Linked DNA regions of Gossypium hirsutum: regions 1 and 3 are each linked to region 2. Evidence: chromatin contacts called from public Hi-C data. All regions are on one chromosome and are shown on one strand. The core of a region is the stretch at or near the end of the contact, and the rest is flanking DNA. Distances in the headings are between cores, read along the strand shown. Region 1 has its middle 9.7 kb from the start of LOC107921421. Region 2 holds the start of LOC107921251 (stress-associated endoplasmic reticulum protein 2). Region 3 holds the start of LOC107922384 (sphingosine-1-phosphate lyase).

What was found. A called contact is a pair of places that touch in the nucleus more often than the background predicts.
Region 1: a Hi-C map of leaf shows a contact between it and region 2, with 1.7 times the contacts expected there. The contact joins the enhancer-like site here to the promoter of LOC107921251 in region 2. A contact is called at or near these places in 9 of 34 Hi-C or Micro-C datasets (callus, hypocotyl, leaf and 1 more).
Region 3: a contact with region 2 is called in a Hi-C map of leaf, with 1.9 times the contacts expected there. The contact joins the promoter of LOC107922384 here to the promoter of LOC107921251 in region 2. A contact is called at or near these places in 2 of 34 Hi-C or Micro-C datasets (both in leaf).

Annotation. Positions count from the first base shown.
Region 1 is chrD01:49,612,508-49,615,769 of Gossypium_hirsutum_v2.1, reverse strand. No RefSeq gene overlaps it. Among protein-coding and RNA genes, the nearest start is that of LOC107921421, 9.7 kb to the left of the region's middle. Within about 2 kb of position 1,784, at least 6 of the 9 cell types and tissues checked have an H3K27ac peak or open chromatin away from gene starts, as enhancers often do. A contact at or near this core is called in leaf, where this site is marked.
Region 2 is chrD01:49,310,860-49,314,048 of Gossypium_hirsutum_v2.1, reverse strand. It overlaps LOC107921251 (stress-associated endoplasmic reticulum protein 2), which reads right to left and starts at 1,794. Exons shown (of 3, transcript XM_016851128.2): 1 at 1,617-1,794; 2 at 1,006-1,162; 3 at 480-695. The coding sequence starts at 1,619. The coding sequence ends at 649.
Region 3 is chrD01:48,867,132-48,870,249 of Gossypium_hirsutum_v2.1, reverse strand. LOC107922384 (sphingosine-1-phosphate lyase) reads left to right here and starts at 1,850. Exons shown (of 15, transcript XM_016852400.2): 1 at 1,850-2,198; 2 at 2,326-2,371. The coding sequence starts at 1,990.

The DNA.
Region 1 (3,262 bases), core at 535-3,034, 300 kb before region 2:
GGAATTGTTTGACACATTGTGGGCCATCGAAATGCCAAGCAAGCCTCTATTTTCCCTCCGTAGGATGTAAAAGATTTTTCATGAGAGAGTTATAAGTTGACTTCACCGTAAATAACCCATTAGCCGAACATCTCGAAACCAAAGCATCAGGACCAACTAATGGGCTTCGGGCAGGGATAACTGCAATATAAGAAAGGGAATTATTATCCAAAATCCTGTTTAGGTAGGACCAGTAACAATTGTCATCAGTCGCAGTCATATCTCGAAGTGTAGCCAAACAATCGATAAGATTCATATTAAGGCATAAATTAATTAGAGGACCAATATTAGTAATCTAAGTATCTGTCCAATATTTAACAAGAGTCTCGTCACCCATTGACCATCCAATGTTTTGACATAAAAGTGGCCAAATTTTTGCAAGAGATCTCCAAACAAATTAACACGAACTTCTCAAAATATCAAGTGGAACCTCATCTGTAAACTTGTACTTGGATCGAAGAACCCTGGCCCATAATGCATTTTTATTCGTGAGTAGGTTAAAATCCAATTTCAACAGAAAAGAATCATTCTGAGTCTTAAAGTTGTGAATACCTAACCCCTTATTTGACAGAGGCTGACAACAGTCTAACCATTTAACTAAGGAAAGCGTATGACTAGTTGATGATTTTCCCCAAACAAAGTCGCGAGTTATTTTTTTATGATCGTGCAAACACTTGAAGGAATCTTGACAGTTTGCATAAAGTAATTTGGAATGGCCAGAATAATTGACTAAGCAAGCGTAACTCTTCTTGCTAAAGAAAGAAGTTTAGCATTCCATCCATCTAGTTTCCTTCAAACCTTATCAATCATAAATTTGAAAGTACTAGTTGTCACCTGTTGATGGAACAAAGGCATGCCCAAATAAGTTCCCAAATCAGTTGTTGCTTTAAACCCAGGAACAGTACAGATTTCGGCAACAGCATCGGAGGCAACATTTTTGGAGAAGAAAACATTTGTTTTTTTAGTGTTAACCTTATGTCCCAATGCCAAACCAAAAATCTCCAAAACTTCCCTTATCGTTCTTGCTTGATCCATATTTTTTTTGTAAAAAAAAAAAGAGGTAATCAACAAAAAAAATGTGTGAAATTTTTGGACCATTCTTCCCTAAAGAAATAGGCCTCCAAGATTTATCATCCACCTCTTTATGGATAAGATGTCCCAACCTTTCCATACAAAGAACAAAAAGATATGGTGAAAGTAGACAGCCTTGATGTAAACTTTTTAATGGACTGAACACATCTAAAAGGTTACCATTCCACACAACCTGCAAAGAAACAGAAGATGAGCATTCCATGATAACTCTCACCAACAACATAGGAAAACCAACACCCAAGAAAGTGTCTTCAATAAAATCCCATTGGGTTTGATCGTACGCTTTTTCCAGGTCTACTTTTATAGCCATCCAACCCTTCTTTCCTTTCATGATACGCATCGAATGCACTATCTCTTGAGCCACAATTATGTTGTCTGTAATATATCTTCCAGTAATAAAGCTCACTTGATTTTGTGCAATAAGTGAAGGAAAAATAGGCTTGAGTCGATTAGCAATAATCTTTGTCACAATCTTAAGTAAAACATTACAGAGAATTATTGGGCAAAATTGAGAAATGGAATCAGGACTTTGGTTTTTTGGAATAAGAACCAAAAGAGTTCTGTTAATACTTCGTTCAAAAGGCTGGCCCGAAAACACTCCTTGAACCCAATTGTACACATCCTGACCTACCGTCTCTCATTGGTTCTGATAAAATAAGGCATGAAGGCCATTTGGTCTTGGAGCCTTCAAGGGCCCCATACTAAAGACAGAGTTTCAGGTTTCCTCTATTGTAACTTCCCTAATTAGGGATTTCATATCATGTAAATCGATCCGTGGAAAAAAACCATGTAGAGGAAATGTAGCCCAATTTTGGTCATTTAAAGAATTCAACAATGAGAAAAAACTAACAGCTTCTCTCTGGAGTTCTTTATCGCCATAGTAGCAAACACCATCGATTTTCAAATCAGAGATCTTGTTATACTTACGCCTAGAGAGAGTTTTGTTATGAAAAACTTGGTGTTTCTGTCTCCTTTTTGAATCCAATCTACTCGGGAATTTTGCAACCAAATTAACTCTTATTCATCAAGAAATTTTTCAAATTCAAAACACAGATCCATTTCAAGATCCAAAAGAAACTTCGAGCACTTATGATCTAGAACAACTTAGATATTCTCAATACAATGAACCAACAAGCGCTTCCTTATAGTAATACACTTCTTTATTCCACTTTTTCATATCAGAAACAAGAGAAACATGATTGGTTGGCATATCTAAACCCATTTTCCAACTATGCTAAATAAGTTGTGAAAATGAAGGGTGTTTAATCCAAGAAACAAAAAAATGGAATGGTCTGTTGTGTCGAGTCTGTCTTGTCAACAGTGAAGAAATCAGAATGGGTTGATGATCTGATTTTAGCTGGGGAAGGTGAAACAAAACTACATCTGGGAAATAATAGAACCACTCGCTATTCTCAATCGCCCTATCCAACCTTTCAAAAACTACACCTCTTCACCAAGTAAATTTCGAACCCTTAAAACCAAAGTCCCATAATCCATTATCTTGAATGAATTTCTGAAACAACTTACAACCTAATATTGCTAGCCAACCTCCTCTCTTTTCATCTGGAGATAACAATGAGTTGAAATCCCTTAACACCCAAGGTTCCTTAATCGATTGAGCCAAATAATCCAACCTCTCCCAAAGAAAACTACGCAATCACTTTTTCGGGCTCTCATAAACAAATGTCACAAACATCTTCTTAAAAACTAAGTTATTCCTGATGCAACAATGGATGAACTATGGATCATTGTTAAGCACATGAACCTGAACACTCTTTTTCCAGCAGACCCACAAACCTTTGGAGAACCTTCGAGCTTCAATTCTACGCGAACAATCAAACCCAAGCTTGGAAATAATTTTGTTAGCCTTTAGACCACTAATTCTAGTCTCAAGAAAAGTTGCAACCTGAAAATCGAAATCATCCAAATAACTTATAACAACTCTAACAAATTTCGAACTAGCTCCCCCTTGACAATTTCACTCAAAAGTATTTGGTAAAATTATAATCAAAGAGAGAAAGGAAGACCATATCGTTTCAACTAGAAGAATAATTAGTTGTGTTAGCCTCTAATACCCTCCTTTCACGGGATAAGTTCATTATTTGACTTATCAGCCCCAATGTTTTCCGTA
Region 2 (3,189 bases), core at 545-3,044:
ATTATATAAATACTTACTCAAAATCTCACTTATCATATTCCTTTGTGGAAGACAATTTTTTTCTGAAAAATTTGCTATGAAATATCTGATCCATGCATAATACCATAAAAAATGGATATAAAATTTTGACTGCTACTTAGTATCGACAATAAGTCTGAAAAAACATCTAAAAATATCAAATTTAAGCATTTGTACGCTGTCGAAGTAAGGAACCATGGCATATATGTTTGGAATAGATTCCATTATGAGAGTTAAAAAAGCACAATCTTATTGAAAGGTTCTATGCATCCACCCTTTCATTTTTCACATGAGGCGTGAATCAAACAATCTATTACTGTGAAAACTTCAAACCATGAATAGTGCCAACATTAAACAACCACGTGTATCTATTGTGTTTTAACATCACGGGAGGCATGCTTTTGGCCCATTTCATAAATTATTTATTCACAAAAGAAACATGCAAAAAGAAGGATATAAAATAGAAAAAGACACGAAAGGGAGGTCTTATTCAATTTTTGAAATCTTCACAACATGAGTTACAACGCATATCTAGTAAACATATTATATCATCAGTTCGCTACAAAACTTATAGAAAAAGAACATAACAAGTCTCTTCTGCATTTTTTTTAACATGGGCTATATGCAGCCTTATGCCATGCTTCCACTGGTCGCTGTCCTGATAATCTGGAAGAGAGCTGAAACAGATGAAAAAAAAACAAGATTTAAGTCAGTGCTGCAAGGTCATGATATTTATGTGTTTTATCACACAACTAACACCATTTTAGAAAACTAAATTCATCTCTTAAAATTCGAGTTCCCAAATATCATGCTAATAAGGTCCATACCGAACAAAATTAGAATATTCACCGGTGAAACAACACACATTATGAGAACGTGCTGAACATATCGGTAGCAAAATCATGTATTGTATTTGGTACAACAAAAGTCAATGCTAAATATCCAAGGACATATAATGGTGAAAAGATAAGCAGCCAGGAATCTTACATGATCCAATGACAACGAAAACGAAGAACCCAAGCAACATAGGGCCAACAGGATAATCCTTCCCCTTTTTTGTGCTTGTTTCAGGAACAGCTCCTCTCTTTGTTATGTTCTTTTCGAACTTCAACACTTTCCTGTCTGCAATGCGCCTTGATGTTGTCTGCACAAACCAGATCAGAGGGATCCCATTTAAATTTAGATTTAAAAAAAGAAATAGTTTATACATATTTTCGATCATGGTGATGGATTTAGCATTTATACTGGAGGAAAAACACTGGTGTTCTTACTTTTCCCACTTTTTTTATAACTCGAAATTTGATAAGAAAAGAAACAAAATTCACAAATGCTCAATATTGAGAATAAAATGATGAATAGTACTAAAAGGGCTGATTCAAGGTCCGTCTACCTAATTCATTCAAAAAAATTCGAACAAGCACATGATTAAATTATTGAGGACATAAATATGCTAAATTGAGATCTACAATCTATATAAGTCTGCAACCGGTTTAATTCGAAAAAGATAAATTGAAGCGTAAGAAAACATAGCTCAGATCGTTTCATATAATATGCAAAAAAAAAAAAGAAAGAAAGAAAAGAAGAAATCAAAAGATTACCATGATGTCGGAGAGAAGAGGTAGCCGGTCGAGAAAGCGAATGAAATTTCAGGCGAAATTCTTCTCTTTCTTTTACGGCGACGATTTTTCTTTGGGTGTGTGGGGGGGGGGGGGGGTTATTCCTCGATTCGCGAAAATGTCCCGGGCTGTCGTTATAAGGGGCTATGTATGCTGCTGATTAAATTCATCCTACGTTAAATGAAGGGTCATGGACTTCGTCCTGATTGGTTTGCTCACGCAAATTGGTAAACGTGGCGCGATGTAGTTGGTTGCTTGGTACACGTATACCTTTTTGTTTAAATGGGCAGATCTATGGGCTTTAGTTTCAATAATTGTGTTAAGCCTGTTTTTCTATTTTGTCTCTTTAGCAATAGAGAAAGATGTTTCTTTTATGGATAATTAGTGAAAACTTTTCGGATATAGTTATGAGTTAATTACATCAAACGTCTCCAAATTATGACTTATTTTAAATTGATCATCGAACATTAAAATATTCTAATTACATCCTCAAACTATCAATGTTACCAGGGTGAAGCCATAATCTTTTTTGGGGGCGGGGGGCGGAATTAAATTATTTATTTTTACGATAGTAAAAATACAATTTCACCATTTTAATACCTTATATCTTTATAATTTTTAAAGTATTAACTCAATTTTTTATCATTTTTGGGGGCCAAAGTGCAATTTTACCATTACTAATTTAAAATTTTATAAATTATAAAGGGGCATAAATGAAATTTTTTCCATTTTAGGGTGTGTTGGGGCCCCTGCCAACCCCTTGGCTTCGCCATTGAAATGTTATATCAATAAGGCCATTCCTTTATTAAAATCGTTAATTTAACCATTAAAAGAGACGTCAAATTTTATGTGACATAATTTAAAATGAAAAATTTTTAAAGAAAAATTAATATTGTGGAAATGAATGTTGTAAAAATATGGTTTTGAGGTTTTCGAAGCATTTACAAAAACTAGCATTCACTCTCTCTCTCTTTCTTTTTTTTTGTTTACTTTTTTATTAGTATTTAATTAAAAAGTTATGCAATAAGTACAACTATTTAATTTTCTTTAAAATTTTCATTTTAAATTGTCGTATAATATTTTATATGTCATTTAATGGTTAAATTGACGATTTCAATAATGGAAGGACCTGATTGATATAACATTGATAGTTTGAGGATGCAATTAAAATAATTTAAAATTTAGAGACTAGTTTAAAGTAAAGATCATAGTTTGGGGATGTATAATACAATTAACTCTTATATCATTATCTATATGAATTTACTAACTCTTATTTTTACAAAGGATAAAATATTATTTTAATGGTATTCTTATATTTTTATATAAAATCTAGAAAATATGTACACATATTCCAACCTAAAATATCATAAATTCTACTCTCTCAATCTTATCATCTCAACTAAAGAAATATTTAATATTTATACTTTTTATAAATTTAAAAATAATTCTTTTTATTCACATGTCATAATCTATTATTTTGTTACCATTTTAGTGCAATCTAAAGCTGTTAGCGTCATCCTAAACTCGTTTATGAACATTTTCTTAATCTACAAAT
Region 3 (3,118 bases), core at 601-3,100, 440 kb after region 2:
TTTAAAAACAGTCTTTATACTTCAGATTTTACAGTTTTACAATACAGTCTCTGAAAATCAAATTTTGTAGTTTTTACAATTTAGTCCTTAAAATCCAAAATTTCACTATTCTACAATTTAATCCTTAAAAACAGCCCAGAATTCCCATGTTTTACAATCAGCTCCTTTTTTAGTCCATCTTTCACAAATTTCCAATTTAATCTTTACTGAAATTTTACTATTTATACTGTCTTTTTCTAATGTCAAATTTTGACTTTACTATCATTATTCAATTGATAAACTCTTACTTTTTGGGAAATTTTGCTATTTTTCTTTTCAAACACTACTATTAGTGACATTGAGATTTTTGGGATGTTACAGATATGATATGTAGTAAAATTAGAAGTGGAGAATACAAGAATTACTGTAAGAAAAAGCAAATCTGGGTTTTCTTAGAAATGGGTTTTTGTTGAAGGATCAAGAAGGGGTGAAAAAGAAATTTAATAAAAAAATAATTAAGAAATACATTATATTAATAATATATTTTTTCTTTTCAACCAAAAAATAGTTTATGAAAATATAGATCAAACCACGTGGCTTTATTTGATTGGCCGTCAGATTTTTTTTATTTCTGTTAAAAGTTGGACCAAAACCATAACAAATTAATACTTTAAGTATCAAATTGGGTAAAAAAAAAGTTTAAGTACCAAAGTTATACTTCAAGGGCTAAATCGTAAATTATGTCTTATAAATATTAGAGTTTGAGTATATCATCAATCCCACCTGACCTTTCCTTCAAAATAAAAAGGGGTAAATTATACCAGTAGTCACTAAATTATGGATAAGTTATCGTTTTGGTCACTTAACTAAAAAAACTTATAATTTGATCGCTTAACTATTCAAAATTTTTCATTTAAGTCACTAGGCCGTTAAAATTGATGCTATATGACTTTCTCTGTTTGCACCAATCAGAAGCTCTCTTTTCCATTCTCTTCTACAATTCGATTTTTTTCATGAAACAACTTTGGATGTCACAAATTTGCGAATCAAAATTCAAACAGTTTTTTCTCTGATCTCTAACACTGGTCATCAGATCAACTTGGATCTAAGATATGTTCTTTTACTCGTCGATGGATATTGAGTCAAATTAAAGCGAAACAAATTTCAATTGTCCCTTCATCGTTTTTATCATCATATATTCAAAGCTAATGGATATTTTGATGAATCTTTCTAATTTTAAACCTTTTTTTTAATACTAGAATTTACATCCTTATAATTATGACCGTTAAATTTCATAGTTGAAGTTTTAGCAGCGCTTTCATGAATAAAATACCAATTCCTACATTTTTAGTTTAGTTTTAAAGTAAATAATATATATATATATAGGTTAAAAGATATAAAAGTAACTTCTAATTACAAGACTCTAATAAGAGTCTAGGCTGTTGAATATTATTCTCCAGTAAATTTCGAACATCCTCAGGTGGCTCAACAAAGCAACATTTCACATTCAAATCTCCATTTGACATCCTTACCATGCAATCTGCAATATTATTTTGCTCCTTTGGAACATGTCGAAATTTAACTTGGCATTCTTTCAAAATCATAATACGTATAAGTCGAACTTCCAAAATAATATAATTGATGTTATCCCGTTTTTAGTTCTATATTAAAAAGGATAATATTTCAGAGAGAAGTGATAAATAAGTAATTCATAATTTTTAGGTAGAATAATATTCCAACTTCAATTATTTGTGAAATAAATAAATAATATAATGGAGTTAGTACGGATTAAAACATTTTGATTAGAATGAGATTGGGATTAATTCATGAAATAAATTATTAGTTTTGTAGGAACGAGGAAAGTCGAAGGAAAAGTGAGGCAATGTCACGCAATCCACCCCCGCCAAAACACAAGTAAGGGACGTGCCTTGCACGCGATTACCAACCCCAACATTATAAACCCTTTCACATATCCTCTCTTCTTCCTAAATTTTTCAGGAGAAAACAAAGATGGATTCTTATTCTTCTTGGTTGAATTCATTCTTAGTTCGCTTCAGACTTTCTGCCAATCTCTTCCTTTCACAATTCGAACCTTTGGCTCTGCTTCTCGCCCCTCTGCTCACTCTCTTTATCGCCCGTCTACTTCACTCGCTCCTTTCCGTTATTCACGAGAAAGGCCTCAAAGCTACGGTCTTAGCCTTGTTCATGAGTTCCATCAAGTAATCTATTAAAACTTATATGTTTTATTTTATTTACGTTTCAGAGCGGAAATATTCATTTTCATTGACTAATCAATTTGTTCTCCATTTTGCAAAAAAACATCTTCTTCTTTTTTTACGAAAAAAGGTTGGTTCCTGGTGTTCAGAGTTATATTGATGCAGAGAAGCAAAAGGTCAGATTATATATATTCTTATAATTTAAGGCATATTTATTGATTTTTTTAAATGATTTATACACTCAGTTTTATTCGTGCTGCGGATTAATGCTTAGTTTTGATTCGTTCCTAACAATAGAAATTTAATTTTCTTTTTGTTTGGGGAATGAATGAAAGAATATATTGTAACTGGATCAGGAATAACTGGAAGCATTTAATACGCGTCCGCTGAGTTGCATTCATAGCATTTGTTAGTGTAGTAGTATTATGATGCTATAAAAATTCCAACGCTGGCCGCTACTACTGTTTGTGGATATCTGAAAACACATTAATGGCTTGCATTTTATAGTATGGTACGGTTCCTTGGATTTATTTGATTTCTTTTATTTGGCATCATAGAGGGCCTTACTCTATATCAGTGAATTATTAGTTCATTTCTTGTATTACAGTTATAGTCGCTGGCGCTATTTAGAATTTTCTCTCTGATTGATATAATTTTTTTTACCTACTTTTTGTGCATTTAATAAGGGAACTCATAAATAGAATTTCAAAAAAAAGGGCTTGCAGTTTGGGTTGTGAGACTGTAGTGTGGCACTCTTTTGCTTTTTTGGTGTTTGTCTAGATGGAAATGTACTGTGTATTTGTTTAAACTATGCATGAGTGCTACTGTGTATTTGTTTAAACTAAGAATGAGTGCTGCTTTCATTGAACTGTAAGAGCCAAAGAGAGATAAATAATGTTGGAATATTTGTGTAGAATAGCCAA